Linked DNA regions of Mus musculus: regions 1, 3, 4 and 5 are each linked to region 2. A link is a contact called in public Micro-C and promoter capture Hi-C data. All regions are on one chromosome and are shown on one strand. Each heading gives the region's core, a stretch centred on a gene start, on an enhancer-like site or on the middle of the called end of the contact. The rest is flanking DNA. Distances are from core to core; before and after follow the strand shown. Region 1 holds the start of Kifc5b (kinesin family member C5B). Region 2 holds the start of Pgap6 (post-glycosylphosphatidylinositol attachment to proteins 6). Region 3 holds the start of Bnip1 (BCL2/adenovirus E1B interacting protein 1). Region 4 has its middle 6.6 kb from the start of Gm17382. Region 5 holds the start of Unkl (unkempt family like zinc finger).

Region 1 (2,700 bases), core at 18-2,517, 800 kb after region 2:
TTATAACCAGTTTGTAAAATTATAACCAGAAATTTTTTAGTGTTCCCTCATTAACATTTGTAGACTTGGAAACATCTCAAGTAAGAGGGCTGTAGATTTACAACTTGGTGTCAAGAAACATACTGTTTATTTACCCAGTTATGTATGTATGTGTGTATGTATGTATGTATGTATGTATGTATGTATGTATGTATGCAGGTATGCATGTGTGTATTTCTTTATTTAAGACAGGGATTCTCTACAAAGCCCTGGCTGCCCTGGAATTTACTTTGTAGACCCGGTTGGCCTTGAACTCAAGAGATCTGTCTGCCTCTGCATTCTGAGTACTGGGAACTGGGATTAAAGGTGTGTGCCACCAAGCCTGGCTTATAGTTTTGTTTTGATTTTTTAATCTAAAAGATTGTTTATTGACCTGGGCATGGTGGCACAGGGTAGCCCTGGCATCTCTAAGTTCAAGGCCAGCCTGTTCTACAAATAGAATTCCAAGACAATCAGGGCTACACAGAGAAACCCAATCTCGAAAAAACAAAATAAATATATAATTTATGTTATTTATATATATTATATATGCTTATATATAATAGGTATTATTGAGTATATATTATGTATATGTGTAAAGATATGTTTATGTATATAATACATATTGTTTATGTATAATATATATTATTGGAGGCAGGAGGGGCACAGAAAACTTTGTGGCGAATTAGTTCTCACCTTCCACATTATATGAGTTTCAGGGATAACCAGTTTGCTATCCTCCCGGACCTGCTCTAGACTTATGACTTTATTACATCTCCAGATATGGGCTCCAATTTTTCTTTTACTTTTTTTCTTTTTTGAGGACAGGTCAGCGCCATCAACCAGCTCCCACTTTTCGGACCTGAGAAAGCGGACCAAGAGCAACCTCGGTTTAACAGTCTCCAGTCTACAGGTTTGTCGAGGAGGTGTGCAGGTTCAGCAGCAGCCGCTAGGTGGCGCTCGCTCCGCCCCGACACCGCTCAGGCACCTTTGCACATGCGTATTGCCTCCCCCACGCCACTCCTCCACACACGCGCACTTCTGACGCAACCAGAGGCCTAGCTCCGCGCTCCGGAGGGGGAGAGGGAGAAATAAGGAAGAGCGGATCCGGAAGTAGGATCCAAGGGGTCTAGTTCTCTTGCTCCGGCGGACTAGAAGAGTCGCGACTCAGGGGGCGTGGCCCCGGAGGCGGAGGGCGCCGTGATTGGCTCGCGACCGCAGCGCCGGCGCGGATTGGCCTCTGCGGATTGAAGTGCGTTGACTGCGCGGAGGTTGAAATTCAAAAGTGACTGGTGTGGCGGATTGGCTTGGCCGATTGGCCTGGCGAATTGGCCTGGCTCCGACGTTTTGCGGCGCGAGCCCTTGAGAGGACGCGGGTCTCGTCACCCTGCCTGCTGCCTTTGCATCCCTTCCTGTGCGGACCACCATGGACGTGCAGGCGCAGGTGAGTGCGGCGGTGACGGCCTGGCGCCAATAGCGGAGGACGCAGGCCGGCCGCCCGGAGACCCGAGTCCCGGGGACAGGTCGGGGCAAGCCGTCCTGCAGGGGAGGGTCGCACCGCCTCGCGCCCAGGACACCAGCGGCCGAGTCAGTGAGGGCACACACACACACACACACACACACACACACACACACACACACACGGCGAGGTCCCAGGACAGTCGCTGCGACGTTGGTCCGCCATTCCAGTCGTGCAGGCGCTACCATCCCGTGTCCCTTATCCCCCTCCAGCATTTCCCATTTCGAATTCTCAAGCGGATTCGACATGTTTGTGCTTCTCAGTTCTTGCAGATCGCCTTGTGGGAGAAGCGAGGGTTCTGAGAGAAGCCTTGTCGCTTGTCCGCAAAGTACATTTCTTGCTGATATCCTGTTGTGTTGCTGCTGGATCGAGATAGAGGAAGGGGAGAGGAGAAATGGGGGCATCGGCCCAGAGGATCCTTATTCCCTCGCCTGCCTCTTCCTTTTGCTCATTTGGACTGCTGACTAGTTTATGGGGGTGCCCTTCTCCACCACAAGCATCTGAGGCGTATGTGTGTGGTAATTAATGGACTGATCTCTCTGGTGTCAGGAAAGACCGGCCTGCATTCTTTGTTTACCAGCATTTCAGTCTAGACTGACTCACAGTCGGTGTTCAGCTTGAAGAGACTTTCTGGTATACTCACAGCCAAAAGGGAGAGCACTGCACTGTGACAGGTGACAGTTAAAAAGTAAAATAGTTTTTCTCAGATTTGTTCCTGCAGTATTTGCCAAGCATCTTCTGGCCCTGCACAGCTGTACTTATGTAGGAGACAGGAGTCCTAGCTACCAGTGAGCTGACAGTCCCTGGGGAGACAGACATAATACAATTTGTATCTCTATTGGGAGGGAGTGAAGGACTGTAAAGGTTCAAGCAGATGGAAGGGGAAGAAGAAAGCTAGGAGGAGCAACATTAAGGTACGAGTTAAAACTGGAAGGAAGAGGTCTGTGGTGCAGTGCTAGGGAGCATCCAAGAAACACACCTGGGTCTATAATCCCCTGAACCAAAAGCAACAAACCATCCTGAGGTCCGTTGTGCACCTGAGGTCACCTGTGAGGAGGCTCAGACCAGAGCTTGGAGATTCAGGCCATTGATACATTGTCTCCAAAAAAAAAAAAAAAAAAAAAAAAAAAAAAAAAAGAGGAAAACAAACCCAAAAGAAGCAA
Region 2 (2,700 bases), core at 119-2,618:
CAGCCCTTTCTCATGTGACCACAGTCACTTTCAGTAGGGGTGACCACTTTATATATGCATCTACCATTAGAACAGTGGGTGGATGCAGCCCCACACTTCAGTGAACCCTGGCAGGATAACAAAGGAAATAGTTTTCCTACAGGCTGGGGCTATTTTTGGAGAGTTCGGAGGCTCCTTGGGGACATTCCTTAATTTGGGCCCCATCTCCCCAAAGAGCTTTTTGATCTTTGTTTGGCAAAAGGATAAATATGCTCCAACTTTTTAACATTCTCTAACACAGGAGGTGGTCCTGTTGTTCTAATTTGCATAATGTTTTAGGAATCCTGTAGCATGTAGCACTTTGACTTTTTTCCCCCAGCTTTTCAAAACAGGGTTTCTCTGAGTACCTGGAACTCAGAGGTTGGTCTGTCTCTGCCTCCCAAGTGCTGGGATTAAAGGTGTGCACCATGACCACCCTGGTCCCTTATCACTTTCCTGAAAAGGCAGGTAATACTGATGTGGGGAGCACTTTACTAGTATCTGTAGGTCAGGCTGGCCTCACTCTTGGTGATTTTCTTGTTCTAGCCTTGCCAGCACTGGGACTTCAGCTGAGATCCACTGTACTCAGCTTTTCATGATAGGCTGCAACCTGACCTGGTGTTATTTATAATTTTTTTTTCTCAAGACAGGGTTTCTCTGTGTAATAGCTTTGGCTGTCCTGGACTTTATTTGTAAACTACCCTGGCCTTGAACTCAGAGGTCTGCCTGCCTTTGCCTCCCCAGTGCTGGAATTAAAGGCACGGGCCACAAATGTTTGGCTTATTTTTGTACGCATGTTTTTAGTGCATTGTTTTACTTTTGTTGTTGCATCGAACCCCTCTGAAAAAAGCCTCAACTTCTCTTTTTGGGCTTTCAGTTTGCAACCACATCTTTAACATGTTTGGAATATATCCCTTTGGTACCCAGAGTAGTTCATCTGACACTGACATGAAACTCGGTTACTCAAAGTGCACCTTCCCGTTTCCATTTGGTCTCTTATACTTTTGCGGCAGTTTATGGTTATGGTGTGAGGGGTCCTGAGAGCAGCTGGAGGTTCGGTTCTTCCAGGCAAGGTCAGAGTGCACCTTCGGGCGTATATGTCACGTATACGTGACATCTGTCGTCTGGTACCCCAAAGCGTTCGACAGGACCCTTCATCCTTTGCCGCCCACCCCCTCAAGCTGAGTGATCCCCAGTGAATCCGTGTCCCCTTCCAATGAGACCTTTTCGGCCCCCTGCTGTTCGCCTCCACTCTGGCCAAGGTGACGCGGTCCAGCATCCTCAGGAACCTAGACCGCAGGCCGGCTCCCTGCGGGGCGGGGCCTCGGAGGCGGAAGTGCCCGGGGCGCTGGCGGCAGGTCTATCGGAGCCATGGGAGCTCCGGGCAGAGGCAGTGGCGGCGGCCGCAGAGGCGGCGGGGGCTGCCCAGGCGGGGGCGAGCGGCGCGGGACGCGGGAGGGGTAGCTCGGGCTGAGCGCCGAGCCATGGGCCGGGTTGGGGCCGGGGGCACAGCGCGGGAGGCAGCGACCGGGTCACTGCTGCTGCTGCTGCTGCTCCTGGCTCGGCCTCCGCCTGCCGCCGCCAGCAACAGCAAGGAGAGCGGTGAGCCCGCGGGCCTACAGCGCCATCCGCGGCGCGGGCCGGGGGCGGGCGGGAGGCGGGGATTGTGACTCACGGGGGGCACCTGTGCGTTCACCTGGCGCGGCGTTGAAACGAGGTTCTCATCTTGGGTTGCGCCCCCTGCGGGGCATCCGGGCCAGAAAAACCCCCATGCCCGCTTTTCCGTTCCGGGCCCGCCGAGTTCGCTCACTTGGAGCGGATTCTACCGGTCCGTCTCTCCTGTGCTTTAGAGACGCGACTGTGGCACCCAAGAGCTGGGAGGTAGAGGAACCTATCTCCGAAGAATAGCTGAACCGTGGTGACGCAAGGGACAGTATCTGGTAGAAGGGTTGAGCTAGAGAAAGTTGGGCAGACCCTGGACTAGGGGGGGTCTAACCAGCATTATGTTCCTAATCCAATCCCAGGAAGGTCACTCTTGATTGCTGATTTTGCTTCTCACCGACTGTGCTGCCAGCTGGCCCTAGAGAAGCTGGCTGACCAGAATGGATGTAAAGAAAGGGTACTCCCTTATAGGGGAGCTTCCTAACTGCTTTTTGTTATTTCTGCTCCGCAAGTGGGAACGCACTGGACTACAGTTTAAGGAGGCAGTTAGATCTTTGACCCTCTGTGTTCTGCCTACCCGCAGACATTTAGAAATAGGAAAGATGAGTACTTTCCCTTCTCTTGCCCGGCGGGAAACTCCCCGGGAGACCTTTGTGCTACCTGGTGTTCCTTGGACCTTTCCGGATGTTGACTGTACCTCCCATTTCCACCCCCTCCTCCCTTGGAGCTCTTGTTTCTTTCTTTTTTATTTATTTATTTATTTACTTATTTATTTATTTTTATTATATGTAATTACACTGTAGCTGTCTTCAGACACTCCGGAAGAGGGAGTCAGATCTCATTACGGATGGTTGTGAGCCACCATGTGGTTGCTGGGATTTGAACTTCGGACCTTCGGAAGAGCAGTCGGGTGCTCTTACCCACTGAGCCATCTCACCAGCCCCTTGTTTCTTTTTTTAAAGATTTATTTATTTATTATATGTAAGTACACTGTAGCTGTCTTCAGACACTCCAGAAGGG
Region 3 (2,700 bases), core at 179-2,678, 670 kb after region 2:
CACACCACAGTCCTGGCTGGCTTGGAACTCATGGGGATCTCCCTGCCTCTACCCCTTGAGTGCTGGGATAAAGTCATATGCTACCACACCCAGATAAAAAGGATATAGGAAAGCTTGTGTGGAGCTAAAATGCATGTCTAGTAGCTGCGGTGTTAATCAGTGCCTGTAATTCCAGCAGTTCTAGGTCATCCTTGGCTACATAGGTAGCTGGGAACCAGCTTGGGCTCTGTGAGACCCTGCCTCAGAAAAGCAAAGAAAATACTTAGGGCCTTTCACCTGTCCCGTGTGTTCTGTCATCGTCCTCCACCCCCTCTTCCTTCCACTTCTATAGCCTAACAAATCAAGTGCAGCTGCTGGGCAGAAGCATTTCATAGAAAATGGCCGCACGTAGGGAAGTAACTCCCAGAGTGTTTCTTAACAGTACATGTATAGCAACTAGTGAGCACTGAGTTCAATGCTACATTATCAACACCTCATTCCATCCTCTAGGTGACCTAACTTAGGAGTGATGCTACTGAGGAAACTGATTACAAGCCTGGAATCCAGGCCTTTGATACTTGCAGCCAGCTACTGAGCACCTTTTAGGAAGTGGGTGGTACAGGGTGCTTTGGGACAGGTAGGCGTGGAGACTGGGGGCTGTGTGTGCAGTTTGAGAAAAACATTTTAAAAAGAGGGAACCCATATCCAAGACGACAGAGCCTGGAGAATCCCGGAGGGTGGGGGAAAAGTGTCCAGTGGTGTTGAGGGCTTAAGAAATAATAATTTTAAAAAACACTACCCTTCTTTGAGGTTTGCACTGACATTGTTTCTATCACACCACACAGTCAGAACTACTCCTATGAGATACTTGGAATCCAATTCTACACAAAGGGCAGGACCAGAGCCATAGAAATGTGTAAGGACAACAATGCAGGATCATGGTTGTACTAATGGAGGTGCCCCAGTGACCTGTATTTAAGTCTGCACCTTTACAAGTTTTGTGTCTTCCTCCATAATGCATACCTACTGTATACATTTTGCTTTAAATTTTAAAGAAAAAAAATGTAACTTTGGTGACATCCGAATTGATCCTTTTTTTTTTTCCATCCAAAAGGTCACTAGAATAGCGGGTTGTTGTTGTATCTCTAGTACTGGGAACAAACCTGAAGGCCATGTGGCATGCCAGCCTATCATCACCTGAGTTGTATTTTCCCCTCCCCCCCACCCCAACTCTAATGGTTCTTCATAATCACATTCCACTTTTCCGTTTAGTAGGAGCAGACCAGAGAAGCTGTGCGTGTTCTACGTGACAAGAAAAGTTTCAGGTCTGGACTCTTGACCTGGTTTGATCCACACGGGGTCTCCCGCAGCATCACATTTGAAGAAGTACGGAAAGGCGGGCAGGAGCCACGTGAACGCGTTCAAGCTTGGCTGCTGCCGCTCGCCGTAGCCGCATTTCCAACATGGCGGCTCCCCAGGATGTCCACGTCCGGATCTGTAACCAAGAGATTGTCAAATTCGACCTAGAGGTGAAGGCGCTTATCCAGGTACAAATTCTTAGGCTCCTGTCCGGCTCTCGATGGCCGCCTTGACATCTTCCAGAATATTCGCGCCTGGTCCGGTTCCAGGATGGCTCCTAAGGCACCATTCGGTCGGTTCCCCGAGATCACTGACCTTCAGGCTTTTCTTTTGTGAACTGTTGGTTTGCCCACCCCTGAGTTACCCTAACACGCCGCTCCCTTTCCTTGGACTGCAGCCGTGCTGGGCTAGCCCGCCCACCCGCATTCTCGGCTGTAGCCCCGCCCCACCCCTCGCCCTGCTCGCCTCCCACGCCCACTTCCCTAAGTTAGGGACCCTGAGGCACCCAAAGCCACCTGGCCCGACAGTCCCTGCCCGAAGCTAACTAAGTTAACCTGGGACGTGGTTGTAATTTTTTGAACAAAGAATTCAAATATTGTGCAAGATCCTGGGTCAGAAGGCAGGCAGTGCCAGTATTAGGACCTGGATGGGGAAAGCCAGCCTAGGAAAATCATTTTAGAGCTTCCCTACCCGGAAACAGACTGGAAAATGAGGCGCTTATCTGGAAGCAGGTCTTAAGTAGGAGACAGTAGTGCAGGAACACAAGCAAGAACAGGGAATGTAGAAATGGCTCCAGAGTTTGGCAAAAAGAACCCAACCGGCTCAGAATACAAGCTGTGACAGCAAATAAGGAAAGGGTAGGGGTGTGACTCCGCTGGTGAGGACTTTGCCCAGCACTGGGTTCGCCATCCCCAGTGCTGCATAAATGGGCTGTGCCTAGCTGTTGGGGTAAGCTTGGCTTTACTAGCCCCTATAAAAAGGAGCATGGAGAGTAGTGCTCTCTGGTAAGCCAGATGTACACTCTGCCACATTAGCAGTTTATCCTGTGCTGTGAGGAAGTGTTGATTTTGTGAGTAAGCTAGAGAACAGGTAAAGAAACGCCGCAAACTTTACTCCTGAGATGTGCAAACAAAAAAAATGGGCCAATTCTAGAAAAATAAACAAGATTTATACAAGTGAGATTACCAGAGGCTGGGGGTAAATTTAGCTCAGAGTAGAGTTAAAGTTTAGCCATGTGCAAGGCTCTAGTTTCAGTCCTCAGAATGCACATGTAAATACATATACATACATAACACAGAGTTGCTAGGGTAGTGGCTCTAGCACTTGGGAGGCATAAGCAGGACCATCATGCATTTGAGGCCA
Region 4 (2,736 bases), core at 3-2,502, 780 kb after region 2:
AGTCAGTCTCTGTCTTTCTGTCTGTCTGTGTGCACAGGACAAGTGTGTCTTCGCCTATTGCTTTCTGTTTTATTGCCTTTAGAGAGGGTCTCTCACTGACTGGAAGGTTCCTTGTTTTTGTTAGACTGGCTGGCCAGCAAGCTTGCAAAAGCCACTGTTCTCTGCCACCAACACTGGGATTCCAGGCACGTGCAGCCATGTTTGGCTTTTTTGTGGTTTTGTTTTGTTTTGTTTTGTGACTGGGTCTCCTTATGTAGCCCTGGCTCCCTGGCGCTCCTGAAGCTTGTTATGTAGACCAGGCTGGCCTCAAATTTACAGAGGTCAAGCTGTCTCTGCCTCTCAAGTGCTGGGATGAAAAGCACGTGCCAAGCACACCTGGCCTTTGAGAATGGCTCTCACTCTAGTTTTACTGTACTTAGGTATGGCTACTACACAGATAAAATTATTTTACAGTTACCTCCAGCATTCTGTACAGAAGCACGCTTTGCAGGTTTGGAGCCCAAGTACAGTCCTGGGCCAGACATGTTGGACCTCTCTATCCAGCTTGTCTCCTAGGCTACAGCATGGAGCCTAGATGTACAGCACACTCCATGATGGTTACATAAGAAAGAAAGAATCTTGCAAGGCTAAGGGAAGAGTGCTGGCCTAGCACCCATGAGGCCTGGGTTCTAGTACCGAGAAAGGAAATGCAGTGAGGAGAGAGGGAGGGAGGCAGAAAGGGAGGGAGGAGAGGAGAGATGGAGGGAGGAAAGAAAGGAGGGAGAGAGGGTGGGAGAGAGGGAAGAAGGGAGGGAAGGAGAGGAGAAAGAAGGAGAGAGGAAAGGAAAGAAGAAGGGAGAGATGGAGAGGGGGGAAGAGAAAGGGAGGGAGGGAAGGAAGGAAGGAGAGAGGGAGGAAGAAAAAGAGGGAAGGGGGGAGAGATCCATTACTACAGGATGAAATCTGCCAATTTGCTAACCACAGTCCTCTCAGAGTGTGTACCCATGGAGGATACATGACTGTGTTTCTTGGCTGTGGGACTCCCTTCCAAAATGACCTGTTCTGGCAGATACAAGGTCTGCTGAGAGGGTGAGCGTGTCAGAAGGCTGGCCAGGGGAGGCCAGGGGAGGAGGGTCTGGGACCTTTGCCCTCAGCTGTACCTTTGTGAGTTCTGCTGGCTGGGACCTGCCAGGCAGCCTGTCTCTCTGGTCACCAACACCTCAGCCTGTCAGGAGGAGGCTCATTCCCTCTGCTCAGTACAGACACTGCAGCCCCAGGAGGGAGGGAACACAAAGGCCATATCTAGCCCTAGTCTCCTGCTGTGGAGCTGTGTCTACAGTCTAGGCTCAGATGACAGAGACAGAATTGAGCTCTGGATGACAGCTGGACTCGGAGCTGTCAGTCTGTCGGCCAGGGAGGGTGGACACACTCCGGGCTTGCTGGTTCTGCCTAGAGAAGCTCGGCCCTGACGCTATGCAGAACCTCTATTTATAATTTCCCGTGATAACAGGGCCATTCATCCGCGCTGTTGGCCCTAATTGCGCCGGAGCGGGGGATGACAGCTTAATTATGAACCTCACAAAAATTGAACTTGGGCTGTATCAACAAAGTCCAATCGCTGTCACTCAGGGGTAGCTCTTTGCCCTTCATTGTGGCAAAGGGCACTTGGAAAAAAAGAGAGAGAAAAGAAAAAGAGAAAGAGAAAGGAAAAGCTTGGCCGAGTTCCATTTCCAACAGACTTTTATTTTCTGGCTCCAAAGCATCCCAGTTTGGGAGACAGAAAGAAGCCCTTTTCTGTTTGCTGGGGAGGTAGCTGGCTGGTCACTGCCTGGTTGGAGTGGTGCCCCCCCACCCCGGAGATTCGGGATATGAGCATTAAAAAGGGGTCTTGGGGATTGCTTGTTAGGGATTGAAAACCGGGTGCAATTCAGCCCACAGATGTTTTATTTGGCAAGCAGAGTTTTCTTTTTTAAACTTTAAAAAACGTTGTGGTAAAATCTACATCGCACAAAATTAGCCATTTTAGAGCCCTCAGTTCCCTGCTCTGTGACTTTTACAGTATGGCCACCAGCTGTCTCCCAAGTGTTTTCACCACCTCAGAAGAAACCTCTGTACCCGTTAAGCCCCAATTTCCTGTTCTATCCCTCCAAGGCCCTGGCCAAGGCATTCTGGTCCTGATGTTGTGGATGCAGCCACTGTGGCCCTCAGTGTCTGGCTTGGCACCACATCTTTCCCTCCCGAGGGAGGTTCCTTCACACTGTCTCAGCACAGGAGAGGCTTTGTCCTGGTTCCCGGCCGCCTTATGGAGACACAATTCCTGGCTGTGTCGTGCATGAAGCCTTCTCTACTTTCTCTTCCTTGTCCACGGTCATCCATTGTGTCACCATGTCAGAATCAAATGAGTTGTCAACAGTGAGCTGAAGTTCACAGAAGAATGGAACAGCTTTACAAGCCTATGCGTCCCTGCTACCCAGCGCTGGGAGTCTGGCTGCCCTGGCTAGACATGAAGGAACAGAGGCTACTCAAGCCACTGTGCCCGTGAAGATCACAGGGTGACAGTGTCTAGGGAGAGCCACCTTCTTGCTCCCCACCACTGTTGGCTTTTTCTGGCGGGGAGAGACAGTAAGGATCAGGAATTCTGTCTTAAGGGAGGTATGACCCCTGCTCATGGGAGGCCCTGCCCTGGTGTTTGGTTACTCTGTGCTTTTGCCCTTTGTGTTTCTCTTGAGAGACACACCAAATACTTGCGTGGTCTTG
Region 5 (2,700 bases), core at 187-2,686, 920 kb before region 2:
TATGTGGGTGTCACAGGTGATGTCTGCAGAGGAATAAAACACATCTTTTGATGAGAGACCTTTGCCCATGTCCACAGTCAAGGTCGCTGAGTTCCACCATCACTGCTATTTGCTCTCTGTCACACCTTACAGAGCCAGCTTCTCTCTCTCTCTCTCTCTCTCTCTCCCTCTCTCTCTCTTTCTCTCCCTCTCTCTCTCTCAGATTCCTTAGGTTGTCTTGTGTGTTTCTCCAGGCTGGACTTGGGGGTTGACCTAGTTTTCATTCCCTATCCCTCAGCAGTCTGAGACACATTTATTCCTCTGTAGGTTCCCCTGTCTGCCCTTCCCTGCTTGCTCATTCTTCTATTTGATCTTTGAAAAAACAATGTTTCTGTTTGCTGGGACTGCCTACAGCTCACTATCCATCCACATGCTTGTGCAACCATTAAAATAAGTCCTTTAAACTAAGTTAACTTCAGGGTCTGTGGGCTAGGGGAAATGCTCAGGGATAAGTGCTTAGCCGGCATGGACCTGGGTCCGGGCACGCACATGGCTCCGGGTTCTACCTCTAGCACCCAAACCAAACCAACTCACTCTCCAAAGTTGTCAACAACTCAAAGAATTTGTCTACAAAAATGTCATATGAAGAAGTCAGTAATCCTACCAGCAAATGGTAATTTTACCTTACTAGTACTTTAAAATATAGCATACATACCTGGACCGTGTATGTCTCTCTGTTAATATTTTAGATCGTGTTTCTGGAAATGGGATAGGTTTTCTGTAATCCTCCTTTCTGAAAACATCCCTCTCTTTTCTGCCCATTCCTTTCAGAACACTTGTGGCTGTGCTACTCAGACTTTATCCCTCAGAGCACACCCGCAGTTAGCAGAGGAGCTGTGGTCACTTTACACACCAGTGAATGCTAGCCCTGGGTTCTCCCGAATTCATCCTAGCACTTGCGAGTCCTGCCCGCCACGTGCAGTTAGCATTCTGCGGACCCCAGATCAGTCTGATTACTGACCACCCTGTACATCCTTTACCCGATGGGCTCATCTGGCAGCATCTTACGCTGTGTTTTTAAAAAAGTGGCTCAACAGAATTCACACTCGGATTATCCTTAAATTCACAAATTTAATAAAGGGGCGACCATCGTCACAGTCTAATTATAGACTTTTTCCAGTTCAAAGAAACCTGTGCCCAACAGCAGCCCTGGACGCAGAGGCCATCATGGGGACTCTACACCAACGGGCGTGTCCCGCCTTGCGCCTGTAACTTGCTGCCGTGGTGGGCCGGCAGAACCTGTGTGTCACCCCCGCCGCACAGCGCGCGTGGGCGAGGGGTCGGTGGGGGCGTGGCCGGCGTGGCGTGCCCGGGGGTGTGGCCGGCGCGGCGGGGGGCGCAGGGGGCTCGGTGCGGGGGGGAGATCCGGGGGCGCCGGCGCGGCGCATGCGCGCTGCATTGTTTTGACTGAAAATGCCGTCGGTTTCGAAAGCGGCGGCGGCGGCGCTGAGCGGGTCCCCCCCGCAGACAGAGAAACCAACCCACTACAGGTCAGTGCCTGGGCTGCGGTCCGTGGCCTTCTGGGCGCTGCGGCGCAAAGCAGCGGCCCGCGTGCGCCACGGGCCCCGGTGTCGCCGCTGTGGGTGCGCCCCGCCCGCGCCCGCGCCCCCGCCGCCAGCTCTTGCGGGTCACGCCGTCCAGGCGCGGGCCGCCGCCTAAGGTGGAGTGGCAGCGCCCAGGGTTTTCGGTGACCCCTGGCTTGGGGGCTGGACTTGCTCCTGGTCTCCGGCGACCCCGCGCGCCAGACTGGAGTCTGGGGAACAGCGCCTGCGTTCGTAGCTCAGGGCCGCGCCTGGGCTGGAGGTGGGCGCACGGCCATCCGGACTCGAGCAGTCGCTGCCTGAGGTTGAGAGGCGGTTCCGGGGTCTGGGGTGACCTCTGGGCTGGGGGCGGAGCCGCACCTAGAGTCCGGTGGCCGCTTGGTTGTGAGCCCGGGGGTCGTTTCTGCGGCGCAGAAGAGGGGTTGCGCCTGGTGTGGGCGGGTGGCGCTTGCAGTCCATCTGGAACCTATGAAGGTAGTCGAGCGGGAGACCGGGACTGAGGATTGAGAGGTGGCTCCAGGGGTCAGGGACTAGAAGGGGGCAGAGAATGGAGTGTACTTCTGTAGAGTTACCTGGGATCAGAGTTGGTGATGGCCTGCTAAGAGGAGGTCTATGCCTCGTGTCCGGGAATCTTCTTATCTGGGGACTGGGAAGTGGTATTTGGGGTCAGGGAACGGAGAGTCTGCCTGACTGGAGTTACCTGGTCTCCGAGTTGGGAAGTGACACCCGGGGTGCTTTTAAAAAAGGAGGGTACCGGGCCATGGCAGTCAGGATCGCTCAGTGTGTGTGTGTGTGTGTGTGTGTGTGTGTGTGTGTATTGCCGGGGGTGGGGGATGCTTCTCGTCTGGGACCCTGCCCCGCCGCATCCCAGGGGCCTCCAGCCGGCGGTGGCTGCGGCCCGCAACGCTGTTTGTCTTTTTAGGTATCTAAAGGAGTTTAGGACAGAGCAGTGCTCCCTGTTTTTGCAGCATAAGTGCAGCCAGCACAGGCCGTTCACCTGTTTCCATTGGCATTTCCTAAATCAGCGTCGTCGCAGACCGCTCCGACGACGCGATGGCACCTTCAACTACAGCCCGGACATATACTGCTCCAAGTACGATGAGGCCACCGGCCTGTGTCC

The links. Promoter capture Hi-C pulls out the DNA fragments that hold promoters and counts their contacts. Hi-C and Micro-C count contacts between places; a contact is called where the count stands out from the background. Capture Hi-C pulls out chosen DNA fragments and counts their contacts.
Region 1: a promoter capture Hi-C map of liver shows a contact between it and region 2, with 3 times the contacts expected there. The contact joins the promoter of Kifc5b here to the promoter of Pgap6 in region 2. A contact is called at or near these places in 2 of 39 promoter capture datasets (hippocampal neurons and liver).
Region 3: a promoter capture Hi-C map of liver shows a contact between it and region 2, with 2.2 times the contacts expected there. The contact joins the promoter of Bnip1 here to the promoter of Pgap6 in region 2. A contact is called at or near these places in 2 of 115 datasets of contacts at active chromatin or transcription factors (craniofacial prominence and pancreatic cancer cells) and 1 of 9 other capture datasets (liver).
Region 4: a contact with region 2 is called in a promoter capture Hi-C map of liver, with 3 times the contacts expected there. The contact joins the enhancer-like site here to the promoter of Pgap6 in region 2. A contact is called at or near these places in 4 of 39 promoter capture datasets (the HPC-7 cell line, hippocampal neurons and liver) and 2 of 115 datasets of contacts at active chromatin or transcription factors (bone marrow-derived macrophages and pancreatic cancer cells).
Region 5: a contact with region 2 is called in a Micro-C map of embryonic stem cells, with 4 times the contacts expected there. The contact joins the promoter of Unkl here to the promoter of Pgap6 in region 2. A contact is called at or near these places in 2 of 39 promoter capture datasets (both in liver), 1 of 484 Hi-C or Micro-C datasets (embryonic stem cells) and 2 of 115 datasets of contacts at active chromatin or transcription factors (astrocytes and bone marrow-derived macrophages).

The regions. Positions count from the first base shown.
Region 1 is chr17:26,915,824-26,918,523 of GRCm38.p6, forward strand. Kifc5b (kinesin family member C5B) reads left to right here and starts at 1,268. Exons shown (of 11, transcript NM_053173.2): 1 at 1,268-1,462. The coding sequence starts at 1,445.
Region 2 is chr17:26,111,948-26,114,647 of GRCm38.p6, forward strand. It overlaps Pgap6 (post-glycosylphosphatidylinositol attachment to proteins 6), which reads left to right and starts at 1,369. Exons shown (of 13, transcript NM_021793.2): 1 at 1,369-1,620. The coding sequence starts at 1,503.
Region 3 is chr17:26,779,651-26,782,350 of GRCm38.p6, forward strand. It overlaps Bnip1 (BCL2/adenovirus E1B interacting protein 1), which reads left to right and starts at 1,429. Exons shown (of 6, transcript NM_172149.5): 1 at 1,429-1,526. The coding sequence starts at 1,443.
Region 4 is chr17:26,891,474-26,894,209 of GRCm38.p6, forward strand. No RefSeq gene overlaps it. Among named protein-coding and RNA genes, the nearest start is that of Gm17382, 6.6 kb to the left of the region's middle. Within about 2 kb of position 1,253, at least 72 of the 459 cell types and tissues checked have an H3K27ac peak or open chromatin away from gene starts, as enhancers often do. A contact at or near this core is called in liver, where this site is marked.
Region 5 is chr17:25,186,964-25,189,663 of GRCm38.p6, forward strand. Unkl (unkempt family like zinc finger) reads left to right here and starts at 1,437. Exons shown (of 15, transcript NM_001197024.1): 1 at 1,437-1,529; 2 at 2,503-2,700. The coding sequence starts at 1,453. BC003965 (cDNA sequence BC003965) reads left to right here. Exons shown (of 2, transcript NM_183150.2): 2 at 1-699. It overlaps Gm52286 (a long non-coding RNA gene), which reads right to left and starts at 2,507. Exons shown (of 2, transcript XR_003952239.1): 1 at 2,153-2,507; 2 at 1,091-2,046.